Regions from separate parts of the Mus musculus genome. Here regions 2 and 3 are each linked to region 1. Evidence: chromatin contacts called from public Hi-C and promoter capture Hi-C data. All regions are on one chromosome and are shown on one strand. Each heading gives the region's core, a stretch centred on a gene start, on an enhancer-like site or on the middle of the called end of the contact. The rest is flanking DNA. Distances are from core to core; before and after follow the strand shown. Region 1 holds the start of Atic (5-aminoimidazole-4-carboxamide ribonucleotide formyltransferase/IMP cyclohydrolase). Region 2 holds the start of Abca12 (ATP-binding cassette, sub-family A (ABC1), member 12). Region 3 has its middle 35 kb from the start of Gm39660.

Evidence for each region. Promoter capture Hi-C pulls out the DNA fragments that hold promoters and counts their contacts. Hi-C and Micro-C count contacts between places; a contact is called where the count stands out from the background.
Region 2: a contact with region 1 is called in a promoter capture Hi-C map of embryonic stem cells. The contact joins the promoter of Abca12 here to the promoter of Atic in region 1. A contact is called at or near these places in 2 of 39 promoter capture datasets (the 3T3-L1 cell line and embryonic stem cells) and 1 of 9 other capture datasets (liver).
Region 3: a contact with region 1 is called in a Hi-C map of the N1E-115 cell line, with 2.9 times the contacts expected there. The contact joins the enhancer-like site here to the promoter of Atic in region 1. A contact is called at or near these places in 1 of 39 promoter capture datasets (neural stem cells), 2 of 484 Hi-C or Micro-C datasets (the N1E-115 cell line and nephron progenitors), 5 of 115 datasets of contacts at active chromatin or transcription factors (bone marrow-derived macrophages and embryonic stem cells) and 1 of 9 other capture datasets (adipose tissue).

What each region holds. Positions count from the first base shown.
Region 1 is chr1:71,555,875-71,559,744 of GRCm38.p6, forward strand. Atic (5-aminoimidazole-4-carboxamide ribonucleotide formyltransferase/IMP cyclohydrolase) reads left to right here and starts at 1,282. Exons shown (of 16, transcript NM_026195.3): 1 at 1,282-1,400; 2 at 1,623-1,749; 3 at 3,352-3,428. The coding sequence starts at 1,382.
Region 2 is chr1:71,412,354-71,416,232 of GRCm38.p6, forward strand. Abca12 (ATP-binding cassette, sub-family A (ABC1), member 12) reads right to left here and starts at 2,557. Exons shown (of 53, transcript NM_175210.3): 1 at 2,161-2,557. The coding sequence starts at 2,229.
Region 3 is chr1:71,774,882-71,778,575 of GRCm38.p6, forward strand. No RefSeq gene overlaps it. Among named protein-coding and RNA genes, the nearest start is that of Gm39660, 35 kb to the left of the region's middle. Within about 2 kb of position 2,245, at least 22 of the 459 cell types and tissues checked have an H3K27ac peak or open chromatin away from gene starts, as enhancers often do. A contact at or near this core is called in the N1E-115 cell line, where this site is marked.

The DNA.
Region 1 (3,870 bases), core at 32-2,531:
TTTTGTTGTTTGTTTAACATTTTTGAGACAAGGTCTTGCTGTTTCTTTGGCAGGTATGGGACTTAAAGTGTGGACCAAACTAGCTCCAAACTTGCAATGATCTTTCTGAACCTTGTTCACCTCTGTACATTGAAAGTTGTGAACACATCCTGAAGACACTCTCATGATCCTAATATATCTTCCTTAGAAACATGAGAGGTGTTCAGAGCAAGGAGTTAACACGTTCTGAGGTCAGAAAAATGAGATAGATATTTGATCAATAGATATTTGGAGAAGGAAAAAGAGATTGGACTATTAGAGAGGAAAGACAAGAAGCAGACTAGCATCCAAATAATAGGAAAATGGACTTTGCACAGATTGGGAGACTAGACTGGAAATAAAAAGCTAAGCTTTCTATAGAATTGTACAATTTTAGGCTCCTTTATAGAATTTTTAAGTTCTTTTTTGGAATTGTATTAAAGAACATTACAAAAGAAAACATAATCAAAAAATTAATTCTAAACATTAATGTTAAAAATAGGGCTGTTAGCCGGGCAGTGGTGGCACATGCCTTTAATCCCAGCACTTGGGAGGCAGAGGCAGGCTGATTTCTGAGTTCGAAGCCAGCCTGGTTACAGAGTGAGTTCCAGGACAGCCAGGAATACATAGAGAAACCCTGTCTCGGAAAAAAAAAAAAAATAGGGCTGTGTATACAGCAAGATATGTTTATTTTGTGCCAAAGGTGTCACTTTTATTAAAAAGAAGCAGATGAGCTCAATTTTGCTATTCCTATTTTTAATAACTTAAGTCTTGAAACCTTTACTCCTGCCACCTGGGCTTGAAGGAAAAGAGCATTTTACACATGGTGATCTTGATGTAAATTCCAGGCCATTTTATAATGTGGTATGAAAAACTTCAAATGACGGTCATTTTACTTCTTTGGGGCTCTCAACTGTGGAGGCAATGACTTCATGCGTAGGTCTCCCAGACCTGTAAAAGGGAGACCATAGCAGAAGGCTTCTCTAATCCTTTCTGACATCGTCAGACAGGGTCTGTTTAGTCCTCTCGCTAGTTTCCCCCAATCAGTGCTCCAGCCGCCGCGGCCCCACCTCCCGGGACCTCAGCAGCAGCACCCCAGATGCGCGCGAACCGCGAGTCCCCACGCCCAGATCTGGGTTCGGAAAGAGGAAGCCCGCGGCTACAGATCCCAGGCTCCGGAGTTAGCAGCCGCCCCGCCCAGCGGCGCCTTCCACCCTAGGCTGCAGCTCACTGGAGGAGGGGCGGGACCTCGGGGTCACGTGGGGTCGACACGCCCTGCCCACTGCTTCCTGAACCGCGGGGTCCGGCCTGCCTGCCTACGCACGTGGCCTGTCCGTCCCTTGACTCCGCGACCCAACGCAGCATGGCTCCGTCTCAGCTTGGTGAGGCCCTCGCGATGCATCATAGGGGTCCTGCCTGCACCATCCCCGCCACCCACTCATGCCGCTGGCCGAGCTGGGGAGGCCCCGGGCCCGGCCTGCAGGCTGGGTGTCCCCAGTGCTGGGCCCTGGGCCTGCAGTTGCATGAGTCCCCTTCCCAGGAGTCCTCCCCGGGAGATCTCGGTGCCAGAAGCCGCGAGTAATGAGAACTGCCTTCTCTTTCAGCCCTGTTCAGTGTGTCTGACAAAACTGGCCTCGTGGAATTTGCCAGAAGTCTCGCGTCTCTTGGTTTGAGTCTGGTCGCTTCCGGAGGCACGGCAAAAGCGATCAGGGATGCTGGCCTGGCAGTCAGGTAAGGCAGTAGGTAGCGTTAAAGGGAGAAAAACGTTGTGACCATATTCACCAGAAAGCCATGCAAAAAACTGACAAAACACAGGGAGAAGTTAGGTTAGAACTAGGGAGCCTTGAGTTTTAGAGTCCTAGCACCCAGCCACTGTTTGCAAACAAATTAACTTCGGAGGGCCATGTGTTATGCAGAATAAACACGAATGTTCAGGTTCCATGGCCTGGCTTTGACTGGTTGCACAGTTAGACTGTAACATCTTTGAAGATCTGTATCTCCCTCTTCATAGCCTCACCCATCAGAAAGTACCAGTGGCTCGATCACACTCATCTCCTGACTAACAGTGGGAAGGGTTTGACAAGAGATGTCAGGAGATGACCCTGAAGGTCTGGAAGGTAGAAAAGGAAAAAGACCTTAGTTCCCTGGCTGTTTTCATTGCCATTATAACTCTTGGTTTGTGGAGAATCCCTATAGAGGTAAATTATTCACCTCTTCATAACTCTTGTTTGTGTAAGCAGTACATAACCCCTGTACATTTGACAGCTTCAGACAGCAAGAATGCCTTTACTTAGTAAATGTCTTCAGTGGATTCTCTTGTGACTTATGGGAGTCCGGAGCATCAGGGACAGCAGACAAGTAGGCTCCTGTGAGGTGCAGTTGAGTTACTGTGGAGCTGGTATGGGTAGGCCATTGTTGCTGTGGCATTTACGATGAAGTACGAGGAGTTCTTGCATTGTCTATCGCCTAGTTTAAATGTTTCTCAGATGGTCATTCATATTTCCACGCCACTGCCCAGTATTTGCTTGCCCCGTTACGCCTTCTCGTATTCTTTTGGTGGTATGGAAGACTGACCCCAATGTCCAGTCCACTCCTGAGCTGTATCCCTAGTTCATTTTTTATGCTTTGCTTCAGAAACTTTTAAAACTTAGAGCCAGGGTCTCTGTAGGTTGCCCAGGCTGGCCTTGAACTTGTGATCCTCCTGCCTCTTCCTCCTTGAGTGAGTTGGAGTATGGATATCTTTTAGAAATTAGAACTATGTCCTGTTAAAGAGTAAGTGTTTTTGTTTGTTTATGCGGGTCCTGGTGCATGGGAGACAAACTTTGTACACCTGAGCCATATTTCCAGTCCAAACATATTTTTAATGTTTTTGTTGTTGTTAAATTCACTATAAATGATTCTCAGTAGAATCTCTTTGCTTTGTTTGTTTGCTTTTGGTTTTTCAGGCAATGGTTTCCCTATGTTGTCCTGGAACTTTATCTGTAGACCAGGCTGGGCTTGAACTCACAGAGATCCACTTGCCCCTGCCTCCTGAGTGATGGGATTAAAGACGTGTGCCACCACTGCCCTTGAATTTCATAATTAAAGGTTGTTAAGAGTCTGGACATTGTAAAGCCAGTGCTTTAATACCTAATTGATTTTCTAAAACATATCATTTAGGAAATATAACATTTTGCAGTATATGAATAACATTTAGGAAATCCAACACAGTGAAAATTTTTAAAGCTTTGCTTAAGTTGGACTTGAAAAAAAAACCTCTTGTAGATTTGGTGGGAGATGCTTTGAGTCCTGGAAAGTGATAATTCAGTAACTGTTTTATTACTCTGTTTTCAGAGATGTGTCTGAGCTAACAGGGTTCCCTGAAATGTTAGGGGGACGCGTGAAAACCTTGCACCCTGCGGTCCATGCTGGTAAGTGGTTGAGGGTTGTAATCCCTCAGTTTATAACAGATTTTAGTTCATAGTTTCAAAAGATACAGGAAGAAATAAATCATAAGCCCCCAAAAAAAGATTTTAAAAGAGTCTACTTCTCCCATTGATCCCTTTATAATCTGACTCCTCACTACAGGATAAGTTCAGATTGTTTTCCTACATTGCTTTTGATCGTGACCTACTAACTAATTTAGCTAATCTAGATTGCGTTGTTTCTATGTACAGTCTGACTATACACTTCTGTAGTTCACACTTGGAATACAGTGTTACCCTGTAACTGTTTCTCAAAAAAAAAAAATGTGACTTCTGTTTAATTGCCTAGCATAGCAAACCCTCTAAGCAGTAATAGCCACAGAAGTGCATGTCTGCATCACAGGTTGCAATAAATCTTATTAAGAAAGACCAGAAAGCTAGTGCTGGA
Region 2 (3,879 bases), core at 1,307-3,806, 140 kb before region 1:
TAAGATTTATTTATTTATTTATTTTATGAGTAGACTGTCATTCTTTTCAGACACCCCGGAAGAGGGCATCAGAGTCCGTTACAGATGTTGTGAGCCACCATGTGATTGCTGGGAATTGAACTCAGTCAGGACCTCTGGAAGAGCAGTCCGTGTTCTTAACCACTGAGCCATCCCTCCAGCCCCTCATCTTTCCTTTCTTTCTTGTGCCATTGTTTCCATTCTCCTCCTTTATAATTTTTCCTTCCCACGGTCTCGCTTTGATACAAAGCTTCTTTTTAAACTTAGGGACGGTTGACATAGTGGCAATATTGGTGTTTTCCTTGCCATTCGATAAGGACAGTTCATTTCCAGTATCACACACTTTCATTTGAGTTTTCTTAAGTTTGAAAGTCTGTCTTTGAAATACCATTTTCAGAATTAATGTACAGATAAAGATACTGGCATTTTAAAAGCCTAATTAGGGAGGAGAATATTCACTTGAAATCTTGGCATGTGTTTTGGAGAACTTGGGATTAAATGATTAAAATTTTAGAAACTGCAAGGAAGCGAACAAACTGAGAACTGATTTTATTAACAATATACCAGTTTTCGCTTCTTTTTCGTTTTTTGTTTCTGATTTTTGAATATATAGCTTTAAATAAATATCTGCTTCTCTTCTATTCTCTGTTTGCATGGACTTCCATTCATCATTAATTTGGATAAAATAAGATGTCCATATTACTCAAATCCCTCCACAATTTATACTCATTAGAAAGCAGCTGGGAATCTAGGTCCGTACTTGCCACGTCTTAGGATGGATCTGACAGACCTTGTGCCCATTTTGTAAGTGGAAAAACCAGAGCTCAAGCGGTGATGCTGTATCATCCTGGGAGGAGCTCTGACTCATGCTTGGGATATCCACATACCCACAACTGCGCTGCCCTGGTGAAGGATATCCAGAATCACCCACGTGGGAAGTATGGGGGGAATTTCTTTCTCTGTGCCGTTTTTTACAGTTAACACACAAACAAACAAAAAAGTCAACGATTTCATCATTTTATGTTTAGCAGACCCGTTCGATCACGTGACGCTTCATGACCTAAAGCTCTGCCTATCAGATTCCCTAAAGTAAGTAACCACCTAGCTAATTCTTCCTTTTAATACCTACATTAGAATGGTGTGGTTTCAGGCTCTGCAAGCCAGTGCAGAGTGAGATAAGGAACCTGGATCAAATGCTGGGTTTTATGATGCAACTGATTTGCATATCTGCATTACCCAACTGAGGCAAGAGTGACTGCTCTAAAGAGAAGAGGATTCAATAAGGTTCGGGGTTCTCCTAGTTCTCATACGCTCTTCTGAACACATAGGTCACAGAAACATGTTCCTGCCCCAGCTCTCTGGACTCTGTCCTGTGGAGTTCTGAATAGCTTGGCTTTGTAATTTAAAAAAACAAGCATTAATGTGAGAGCACCAAAGTCATGTGAAAAAACAGCAGAGTCAGTGGTAGTCTTAAAAACAGTAATATACATGTAATATAGATGTACATATAGGTCATATATATGTCATACACACAACACACACAGTCTCATTTCCAGTAAATGATTTTTAGATACTTGAATTCCTTTTGAACGTTTTCCATTCTAGCAACCTTCACCCTACTATCTTTTCATCCAAGTCGTTATCACTTTTCGCTTTCTGGAACATCCCTTCCCATCTCCAATGCATTCTAATGTTACTTTCATTCATCCCATTAGAAATCCACCTCATTTCTAATGACATTAGGAAAAATTCTAGAAGCACTCGGCTTACACCCAAACTTCCACACCAGTACCAGTTCCTCCAGTAACAAGGTACATCCTTGGCTTTGCTCAGGGACTGTCCCAATTTACTCTTTTAATTTACTCAAATCAAAAGGCTGCTTTGGGGACATGTCTTAACTCGCCCCATTAGCTGAAAGACGGATGGAGACAAGAATTCTAAGTATCTTATTTCTCCTTTGGAAAAAAATGCCTTTAAACTCTTCTCTGTCTAGTTCTCATTAACATCACATTTTAGGATTTATTGCTTCGTATTCCTGCCCCTGCCTGCGTCCCTCCCCCCTCCCCCCCCCCCACCACCACCACCCCCCCCCACCCCCCCGCACTCCCACCTTAGACAAAACAAAACAAAGAAACTCCTCACCGGCTGCCTTTTGACACCTAGCCAATTTTTCCACACCAGGATCCGAAGCTGATGAAACTGGGAAGCCATCCTTCAGACACCCTGAAGACAAACAAAATGTTCCTGTCTCTTCCTCCAGTCCTCAAGAGAAGTGGTGTCCCGTCTAATATGCTGTATGCCAGTGCGTTGGGAGCCTTTTCACGGCATAGCTTCGTAGGGCCTGGGGTAAGAAGCCCACAGTTCTTCTCTTCCCAATGGATTTGTTTTTCCGGTCAGTAAATCCTTAACTCTTCTCAACCAAAAAGTCTTCAGGAATGAGGAGCCAGCTCAGTGCCTTTCAGTGGCTTGTGCTTATTGTAAAATACTGCCTCTTGTGCGAAGTCCACACTCCAGAGAGAATGAGTATCATTCAGATAATGCCCCACTGTAAAACAAACAAAAGGTGAACCCACACCTCCTACTCTCCAGAAATTACCTGCCTATCCACACCTTAGAGAACGTGTCACCTGCACTAGACGCGTCATAGGAATTAGGCGGGACCCTGGAAGGGCCAGTAGGACTTGTCCTGCATCCCTTTGCTTTCCTCCCTACACATAGTCCCTGCTGTGGCAGGCGCTGGGTACTGAGGATTTTACAGGTTCCCTAGGCCAGAGAGTGACTCCTGGAGTGTTTTAAACATTTTAATGGGATGTACTAAATCAGATGCAAAGCGGTAATCTCAGCCCATGGTTAGATGATAGACTACGAAAGCTCCAAACTTTAGCTTAGAAATGTAATGTTCTGATTTGGGGAACGTGATTAGGCCAGTTGAGCTCTGTCTCCTATCACAGTTCACTACGTTAAGCACGGTGCCTATGTTTAATGGTCAGCTGAAGGTAACAAAATGAAATGCTGTGGGTAGTTCTGGCTTAAAGGGGACACAAATTGACCCAGAATGTTTCTGCTAATCTCTCTGCCTAGGGTATTCTCTGTCCCATCTAGGTCTGTACCTCTCAGAGTTGTCTCCACAGTGACATCTTCTACAAAGGTCTTTTAAATGACCTCATCAGATGTATCTATCCCTCTTTATAGTCCATTACAATTCTTTGCTACTATCTCTCTCTAATAATTTATAATTTTGTCTTATTGTTATTGTGAATGTCTCAATTAGTTTAAAAATTCTATGCGAACACGAATGATTGTATATCACACTGCTGTGTGTATGACCAGTGCTTAAGAATCACCACTGGATAAAAAAGATAGACCACGTAAGCCAATCAAATTCATCTTTGATTCTTACTTCTTGACCTGATTGATCGAGACTCTACTTGACAAATCAGTTACAGCATTGTTTGAGTTCTTCCTACAAGTCAGAAGTAAATGTTGGCTCAGTTGCCTGGTCTCCATGCCAACTCTGGGAGCTTGGTGTCAGCCAGCCTGGGGCAGACTGGATCCATGATAGAGCATGCCCATTACCTCAGCTTTAGCTCACCTTACTGTGAAGTCTCCAAACCCAATCCACCAGGCCAAGAGTTCTGAGTATGGAGAATGTGTGCCTTATGAGTTTTTGTTTCTAGACAAGGTTACAAAGTATTCTCTGGATGACAGAAAGCCCTCTAAAATAGTTGTGCCCTTTCAGCTTGGTGGGGAGAGGTACAGAGATAAGATTTATCTAACTATCACAGTTTCTAAAAATGACTACAGACTCTGTTTTCCTGAAATCTTAAACTGCTGTCACAATTCACAAGTGTGTGATAGTTC
Region 3 (3,694 bases), core at 995-3,494, 220 kb after region 1:
CACAGTTAACACTGGACAGCACTGGACAGTCATGGCCACAGTTAACACCAGATAGCACCTCTACATCAGTCAAATCTCTTTAGCCAAGTCTGATACCTGACTGGGAGGCAGCAGTGTATTACAATATTTCTGCCTCGTGCATTCAGAGATGCTTTAGTGGTTGTTGGCATCCATCTTGTATACAAGACTTCCAGACAAAGGAGATTTCTCATTCTGACACCCACAGAGCTAGAAAAGCCCACACTTACCGAGACTGTGACTCTATCCAGGAACGCTCCTACTAGAGTCTTCCAACTAGTCACCTCAAAGGAGACTTTTGGAAAATGTAAGTGGGCTTGACAGATAATGGCAAGACATAGTTCAGAACTATAAATTTTATAAAAGGTTACGCTGTATATCTCAATACAGAGATGGATAGCGGCATTTAAGACTTCCACAGGTAAAACGGGCATTCGGGTGGATTTGACTTCAAGATTCATTTTTTTTCCCCCACCATGGGCTTCAGAAATCTAAAGAACAGCATGTTACTCTAAGATAAAGAATCCATTAACATGTGAAGAGTTCTTCCATGCAATGGGAATCTGTTGCTTCATTTAATATCTTAGAAGAAAACAAAATTTGTGTTAGTCATTAAATATGGGAGAGCCTGACGGATGGAAACAACCTTTTGGAAGAAGCAGAGTTGCCTTTGAAATATAGCAAAGGAGGTAATGGAAGGGGAAGATCTCACAGGGTTCACTTTCTCTGGAGCTGGAAATTCACTGCTACTGAATGGGGAACAAAACATCACTCGACTTGGTCTGGTCAGTACCCAGCGTTTTCAGGAGCACAGGCTATGAGCAGTGTGGTTCTTTTTCTTTTTTGAAGCACCTCTACCTTCCATTAATTCACATTCAGTAAATGAACCGCTCCCCGCAACCTCCCCCGCGCCCCCCCCCCCCCCCCCCGCCAGATGTCTATCGAAATGAGTCAACATTTTGCCCATTAAAGCTACCTGATTGTAAAGTGTCTAGCTTCCAATCTGACAAAAATAAACAAATGCGCTAAATTAGCCAAAGAAGCTCAGAGATAAAATTAGCAGGCTGTTTATAAAACTCTGGATGTGCTTGGGAGACAGGTGAGGACGGCCCCTCAGCCACGCTTGCAGCCAAACCCCGGGAAAGCGTTACAGCTGGGAACGCGGTGATTAATTAGAGGTGTACATTTCACATCAGACACACGTATTCGGTTCTGAACAGTCCGTCCCAGGTGCTGTGTGAATGATGGGAGGAATTGCGTGTCTGTCTCCCAAGACGCAACCAGAGAATATGAAGCATAGCTTTTTGTTATAACTCTGCAATCTTAAAGCAAAACAGATGGGTGGGAGCAACTCGCCATGAAAGCAAGTCCACAGTGCAATCAGCGTAGAGCGAGGTTTCTCTTTCTCTGTCGTCATTCGCCTTAGATATGTAACCCTTGAATAGCATCCGGTACTCTGAATTGCAGGTTGAGGACAGAAAGCTTGCTTTCGAAGTGTATTGTGCTATCAAACAAAAGGGCTGGGTACAGCAGGTTTTCAAATTTAGTGTGCTAAAAGGCCCCTGGAGTATGTATTAAGGGATAAATTGCTGGGCCTCAGTCCCTAGCGATTCTGACTCCCTAGGGCATCACTATTATCTAGAAGAGTCCCCCAAAATGACCCTGATTCTGATGGTTTGGGATTATGTTAAAAGCAAAGTTAAGAACCACTGCCTTGGTGCTGGTTTTTTTTTTCCTCCGAAAAAGATGCCTCCTACCAGACAACTGTATACTTGTTAATTTCATTCATCTCTTAATATTTATTGAGTAATCTGTCCTGTGCTAGGCTAGATAGGGGGTAAAATGATATTCAGAGCAGCCAGTCGATAATTGGATTCAGGCAGCTGATCATCTCAGGGAGAGAGGGAGAGACAGATATTCATCGCAGCATCACACACATAATTGTGAAATTACCTTTGGTAAGTTCTGTTACAAGTGGCATACAGTGTTACAGAAAGCGGGAGAATCGGAATGAGAGGATGAATCTCATTAGCTCTGCAAGGGTAAACAGAACCAGCTCTTAGGTTTCAATTCTGAAAGCTCTTGTCTCAGGTCTTGCTCCTAGGATAGCGTATTTGCCAGCAGGCTACTCCATCCCTGCTGTGCCACACGTTGCTGGAAATGGATGGCATTTATGTTCTGCATGTCCATGCTGAGATAACATGTCGGGCTCTCAATCACAGGCTACAACCTGAAATCTTTTCCTTAAGATGAATCACGCCATCAGATGAAAGAGCCCAGTGTTAGAATCCACAAGGCCTCTGACAAAAACTCACTGGTCATCTTGATCTAGAAATGGAATCTGCATGAAGAAATGGTGCAGTTTGAAAGACATGGATTCCAAGGACTTCAACAATAGACTGCTAAATCCTTCCTTGCCGGAATGCCCAGGGTTTTTGACAAGAAACCATGGCCGTACAAGTCAGCCACAGATTCAAGCTGCAGAAAAGAAGAAAACGTAGATAGCAGATGACAATGTACAAAGCCTAAGTACAGCCGTAACCCTATTAAAAATCCAAAAGGTCTCTGAGCTAGATTGTTTCATTAGATCGAAAGCCATCACTTTGAAAGTGAACTACACAAAACCCATTAAGAATGGAAAGAACTTGTGATCTAGACACTGGTGACCAAAAACCTTATTCCAAACATTTTCTTGGTATTCTTAGACTCTGCATTAAAGAGCAGAAAAGCGGACGGCTCGCCCTCAATGAGTTCACGGTCTCCTGCAGACATAGCCAAGGACATTCTCACGTGTCAAGGGCACTTAAGATGGAGAGAGAGGAAACAAATCAGACTTCAGTGTCCATTCTAGGAGACAATGCCTCTTAGTAGATAAACAGCTTACAGAAAAGACTCTGGATGTTGAAGCCAGAGATTTGATATCTGAGCCCACCTCTGCTGCTTGTGTCAGTAGCAAAATGCCTGAAGAGTGTGTGGGCTGTTTGGGTAGCAGATCCTTCCTTGTGATGCCAGCCAATACTTGGCTTCGGTGGTTTAGCGCAGTAATACTTCTGTGCATTGTTTCGTCGTAGGATGCTAATTCGTCTCATTCTTGGTGGGAAGACCCTCCATTTCACCCAGGATTTGGGTAGGAAAGAGAAAAGAGGATTGCATTTTATATCGCCACTGTATTTTCTCTAAGCGGCCCATTCATTCCAAAATTCTCTTTCCACAATCTTGTCCCTTGACAGCTTTGACTTGAGAGTTTCCTCAGCTCTTTGTCGGGCATAGCTCTCTGTCATTTGCTTTATAACTTAGTCTGAGCTCTTACACGTTTGCCGATCTACAGCCTTCCAGTGGTATACTTCAGAATCTTAGACGGGGTTGGGGGGAGGCGGGGAGAGACTATAAATACAGTCGTGAAGCTCTCTTAATTAACCCTCACTAATAGCAACAGGCACGAGGAAATTGTCTTAACTTGTAGTTGCTATTACATACTACTTGAAGTACAGATGAGCTAGGATGGAGAGACGGCTCAGCAGTGACGAGCCCATATTGTTCTTCCCGCTATCCCTATGAGTCAGCCAATCAATGCCTGTAACTCTAGCTCCAGGAGATCTGACGCCCTCTTCTGGCCACCTCAGGCACCTACAATCTCATGCATATAGCCGGAAACAAACACACACATATGCACCTA